Regions from separate parts of the Mus musculus genome. Here region 1 is linked to region 2. The links are chromatin contacts, called in public Micro-C maps. All regions are on one chromosome and are shown on one strand. Each heading gives the region's core, a stretch centred on a gene start, on an enhancer-like site or on the middle of the called end of the contact. The rest is flanking DNA. Distances are from core to core; before and after follow the strand shown.

Evidence for each region. A called contact is a pair of places that touch in the nucleus more often than the background predicts.
Region 1: a contact with region 2 is called in a Micro-C map of macrophages, with 3 times the contacts expected there. The contact joins two enhancer-like sites. A contact is called at or near these places in 3 of 484 Hi-C or Micro-C datasets (the N1E-115 cell line, cerebral cortex and macrophages).

Annotation. Positions count from the first base shown.
Region 1 is chr3:153,405,019-153,407,718 of GRCm38.p6, forward strand. The region is part of intron 3 of St6galnac3 (ST6 (alpha-N-acetyl-neuraminyl-2,3-beta-galactosyl-1,3)-N-acetylgalactosaminide alpha-2,6-sialyltransferase 3); the gene reads right to left. Among named protein-coding and RNA genes, the nearest start is that of Gm46831, 100 kb to the right of the region's middle. Within about 2 kb of position 1,408, at least 26 of the 459 cell types and tissues checked have an H3K27ac peak or open chromatin away from gene starts, as enhancers often do. A contact at or near this core is called in macrophages, where this site is marked.
Region 2 is chr3:153,259,446-153,262,145 of GRCm38.p6, forward strand. The region is part of intron 3 of St6galnac3 (ST6 (alpha-N-acetyl-neuraminyl-2,3-beta-galactosyl-1,3)-N-acetylgalactosaminide alpha-2,6-sialyltransferase 3); the gene reads right to left. Gm52634 (a long non-coding RNA gene) reads left to right here. Exons shown (of 3, transcript XR_003954698.1): 3 at 916-2,700. Among named protein-coding and RNA genes, the nearest start is that of Gm52634, 4.4 kb to the left of the region's middle. Within about 2 kb of position 1,351, at least 48 of the 459 cell types and tissues checked have an H3K27ac peak or open chromatin away from gene starts, as enhancers often do. A contact at or near this core is called in macrophages, where this site is marked.

The sequences.
Region 1 (2,700 bases), core at 158-2,657, 150 kb after region 2:
TCCTACACTGTGGTCTTTGAAGCTGTTTGCCTTGGTACAGTGGTAGGGGGAGCTCACAGGGACCTCGGATACTCAGAGGAGATGTAATACACCTCAACCTAGAGTTTGAAAACCCAAGAGGTGTGAGTCAATTTAATCCCTAGAGTGAATAGAAGAAACTTTCAAAAATGACCCAGTAGAAAGAGTGAGACTCATGCTACCTTTAAGACCCTGGCTAGACAAAGGGGACTGTCACCACTGGATGTCAATGAGGGCTGGCACATCTCTGGCTTATCTCTCTCTCCTGGAGACTGAGTACCAATGATGGAGTTCTCTGGCAGAAAGGCAGCAGAGAACTTGATATATACAAACCAATGTCCCATGCTCTCTGTACTTCCTGGCAGTGGCTGTCATGTCCTCTGCTTCCTAAATGGCCCTAAAAAGCGACTCACTCTCTCCTCACCCTCTTTACCTGAGGCAGGAGCATGAAATGCAGTTTCATTCACTGCCAGCTTTCATTAATTTCACCCATCCCTGAAGGTGGAGCTACACCGCTGCCAGCTAATTACGACCTATTTAGGGCAGCTAAGAGTCCTTTATCAGCCCAGAATTAGCTTTGCTCTTTTAATAGTGACTATAGCTTTCTCAATTATTAGTTAATTAAATAATGTGCCTACATCTGCCGACATGTTTCTGAAGTGGGAAGCAAGCTGCAATTGCCCACCTGCCAGAGGTTAGAGCATAGTGCTCGTGGTGTGCCTGTGGCCTTCTGAGAACTTAATATTCCCCCTGTGTCTATGCACGCCACGCGCATACTCTCATCATTCGGGAGAGAGGCACCATGTGCCACCGTCGGCGCAGGAGCACCTCCAGGGGGATTTCATCTTAAGATGTATTAGGGTAAATGCTGGCTGCCAGCATGCTACTGTTATGTATGCATACCAATCATTCAAAAAGGAAGCAAAGAGACATTTTGGTCGGAATGTTTTGAATATAAAAACCTTTTACTCCAAAGGTTTCTGGGAGGCAAGGGAGGTCTGCAGAATTCATAATTCTTGTTTACCAGAATTGGATTCGGTAAGAACAACTATAAAAGTGGCCATTGTCCAACGATCAGAGGATTCTAGAGAAAGCTGGCTCCTTCATACGGAAGAACTGAGAGTCCACTCAAGGCTCTCAGGCTCCCCCACAGGGGCACACTGACAGACAAGCCAAGGAGTTTTAGGCAGTAAATAATACAAGAACAAATTAATTCTCTTAGGTTTGAAAAAGTCTCTCAATATACTTAAGGGTTAGTCTAGCATTGTTCCAAGAAACTCAAGCCTTTGAGCAATGCTTACCCAACAGCACATTTCCTCAGTAAGGAGTCTCACAAGAAAGAGGAAGCCTCTGGGAAAATGAAAATATACTTAGCTAACATTTATTCATTTGTGGTGGGGAAGTGACAGTGGCAGCTCATACCCACGCATGCACCACAGAGAGCGTGGGGAGGTTAGGGAACAGCTGTCGAGAATCAGTTCTCTCCGTCCACATACTGGGTCCCAGAGATCAAACTCTGGTCTTTGAATTGGAGGTAAACACCTTGGTTGATCCACTGAGCCATCTCACCAGCCCAAGGCTGTATTTTTCAAACAGAACTTTGATGACTGAAGAAAAGAAACTAAGAAGTATTTTCCTTCAAGAAACTGAACCTAATAATATCTCTATATAAAAAAAAATCTTAAGTAACAGTGACATCAACATTTTAGGCCCATGAATCGACAGTGACATGATCTCTCCGTGAGAATGTGATGAATTGGGGATGTTGTCTCAGTGGTACAGTGTTTACCTGTCATGTCAAAGGTCTTGAGCTTTATCTCCACCAAACATATCTAAGATGAAAATGATATTGCTGATGAATTCTGACAGTAAGAGTGGACAGACTGAAACAAAAGTGGATTTAAATGGAAGTCTGGTTCCCAAGTCCATTGTGTGTGTGTCTATGTGTGCCCAGGGTAACACCCACCCCTAGTCCATTGTGTGTGTGTCTGTGTGTGCCCAGGATAACACCCGCCCCTAGTCCATTGTGTGTGTGTCTATGTGTGCCCAGGGTAACACCCACCCCTAGTCCATTGTGTGTGTGTGTCTATGTGTGCCCAGGGTAACACCCACCCCTAGTTACTTGAGAGGGAAATATTGCAATTTGGGGGGGAGGGGGAAACACATCCCAGCACACACCAAGTGAATGCAGCCTTATGCATTTAGCACCCATACCTGACCTTTAAACATCTTCCATGCACAGTTCCCCTAACAGGCTGGCAATGATCACATAGCTGATTCACCATTACTTGAAGGTTACCGTGTATTATAAGGTAGAGGAAATGGGGATTTTAAATGGCAGCCTGCCAGACAGAAGACAAGACGGTAAGATACTGTAAGACATGTATGTTAAAATAAAAGTCTGGTAGGCCTGGGTTAGAATGAAAAGACTGCATTTGAACACCATGATAATCTTATTTACAGACAAGACACACAGCATATATTGGTTATCTCTGCCCACTCTAAAGGCCAAGAAAGAAAAACCCAGTCTTGCAATAATGGATGCCATAGTGCTATGGTTATGTTCTTTTAGCAGCTAAGAGAATCAAGGCTCTTTGGCGAACGTCGGAATATGGGCAGAAAGGTATGGGTGGATGAGAGCTGAAGACCCAACAATACTAGGAAAGAGGAAAACTATGCATG
Region 2 (2,700 bases), core at 101-2,600:
TATTTAAAGAAAAAGACCCAGGTAGCTGAAGAAATGGCTCAGCAGTTAAGAACACTTTCGGCTCTTGCAGAGAACCTGGGTTCGAGTCCCAGTAACCACTTGGTGGCTCACAACCTTCCTCCATAACACTAGCTCCAGGGGATCTAAACCCTGTTTCTGACTTCTGCAGGCATGAAGCACACGTGAGGTCCTTAGGCATACATACATACATACATACATACATACATACATACATACATACACACACGCACCCAGACAAAATACTCATATACATACAAAAATTAAAAAAAACAAATCTAAATTTAGAAAATCGGGTAGTAAACAAGAGCAACTAATTCCTGTTAATTGAACAGTTGCCACACCCCACAGTTTCTAAGGATACTTGGAACGAGTCCTCTCTACTTGTCATTTTTGAAATGTGGAAAATAATTAGTTGGCTGTACTTACCCACAGCTAAACATATTGAAACTTATGAGCAAGAAGCTTGGAGGCAACAGTTAGTGTTCTCTTTCTCTAGTGGAACAGAATAAGGCATGAACACTAGAACGCTGCCCTCCTGAGCTGCAGGCTCTGTTAATACATGGGGGAGGGGAAGCAGGGGATCTCACATTGCATTTTGCATTCCCACTCCTGAAAGCACCCTGCATAATACCCCTTGCAGCTTTGGGAGCACTGATGCTAAGTATCTCTCCACTTTCTATGTCTTTGTGTGTGTGTGTGTGTTTCCAGATATTCATGCAACAGCTGGGGGCAGGGAGGAGGCATGCCAAGTTTTCAAGGGCTATGGGGAAAATGGATGTTTTTATGATATGATTTATAAATGATATTATATCTATGAAACTTTAATGTTTTAATTTTGGCGCACATGGCATGAATTAGTGAGCCAAGATAACTATTAGATACTCATTTTCACAGGAGCAGTTCCCAGGAAAAGATAAAGGGGTCACTCCTGGCGAAGATTACCTTTCCGGCAGAGACACAAGCAACCAGAGCCAGCCTGGCCCTCCTGGTAAAGCAGCACAGCTGCAGGAATCCTAATAATTTCCATTTCACAACGGTAAAATCAAAGTCAGAGCAATGGGAAGATGAATCACAGTACTTGGACTTAATGCGGGAAATTGGGGAAAACAAAGTAGACAAAGAAGAGTGAAGGCACTTAGAGTTATTTACATAGAACAATTCTCCTTTTATGTTAACCCATCTGATGAGCTGTGCAGCAAATCCACAGAGGAAAAGAACTTTGCACAAAGCCACAATTTGGTCTTTGAATTACAAAAATGTGTTGTTTGTCTTCTTTTGTTTCATTGTTTCACTTTCTCTTCCTCTTAAGTTTAGGAGGCGGGAGGGTGGAGAGTTACTGCTGCTTCCGCACTCACACTGTATCTAGACTAGCCTAGACTAAGACTTGAGCCTGCACTGGCTGGGGTCTCCCAGGTTAGGGAGGAGGGGGAAAGAATGATCAAAGAGCCAAGGGATTCCATGTGTCTGAGCTCCTAGACTCTCACAGTTCAGAATGAAGGGAAACCAAAGGACATCAGGAATAAACTCCATGAAGAGACGGAGGCCTTGAATGGGCCCTGGAGAATGTAGAAATCGGACAGCATCAGATTTCAGATGGAAGAGGTAATCTCCACAAGGGATCCTACTGGATAAATGATGGTACTTGGAAAACAGATAACAGGCATAATTAGTGGTTTCAAAGAGGGCATGTTACGTATGCAAATGGACTTCTTGGGCCATGAGAAGCCACACTGCTCAGTCTGCTGTCAACCTAGGCTACCTGGAATTGTCCCCTTCTGGTTTTCCTCTGGGCCAGTCTCCTGGCTGATTCAAACTGATCGAACAGCATTCAAGAAACTGCTCCAGATGACTGGAAAGTGTAACTGATGTTTTCTTCATAAACCAGAGTTGCAATTCTGTATCTCGGGGGACTAATATTTTGACGCTTCAGGGTGTTATTCTGTCTGTGTCTGGCTGCTACACAGAAGGCTGCCAGAACCATCCTCCCAACCTCCCACCCCCACCCCCACCCCGGTCTAATAGCCTCAAGGCAACAGCTAGCATCAATTATGGCTGAAGAATAAGCAATCAACCCACAAGAAGCAATTCAAATGAAAGATAAAATTGTTTCTGGATATTCTATACTATCCAAACTTTGCTCTACAAAGAGACTGGAGACCACTGCATTCTTCAGGGTGACTCTGGGCACCATTAAATCCCTTCCCTGGCCTTCCACTGTCTAAGTAAAACCCCACCATGGTCTGAAAGACCCACTGTCAAACAGCTACAGCCCTCCCTCCCCCATCCTCACCTCATCTGACCATCTCCTGGGGAGGAGCAGAGAATTCTTTTAGCAGAGTGGACTAAGGTCTCCCACGCTGGCTTGCTTGCCCTGGCCACCTGTTCCCTGGTTAGAGAAACCGTCCTCCCCACCAGCCTTCTGTTGCTTGTCTCAGACTAATGATGATGTATGGGGCGATATGTTCTTCCTAATTATGAAAAGTGCTGTCCATTGGTTGCAAGATTTTTATTTGATATTTTCTCAGAATCTTGGCTAGCCTCTGTGCCTTGGGGCCCTTCAGTAAAATTAGATCTCAGAGCCCCCATATGGGATGTGACACACAGCTTTTAACCAGGAGCTCTTACTTAAAAAGGAGAAGTGAGTCTCCACAGATAGAATTTTCCACTCTGCAACCCACA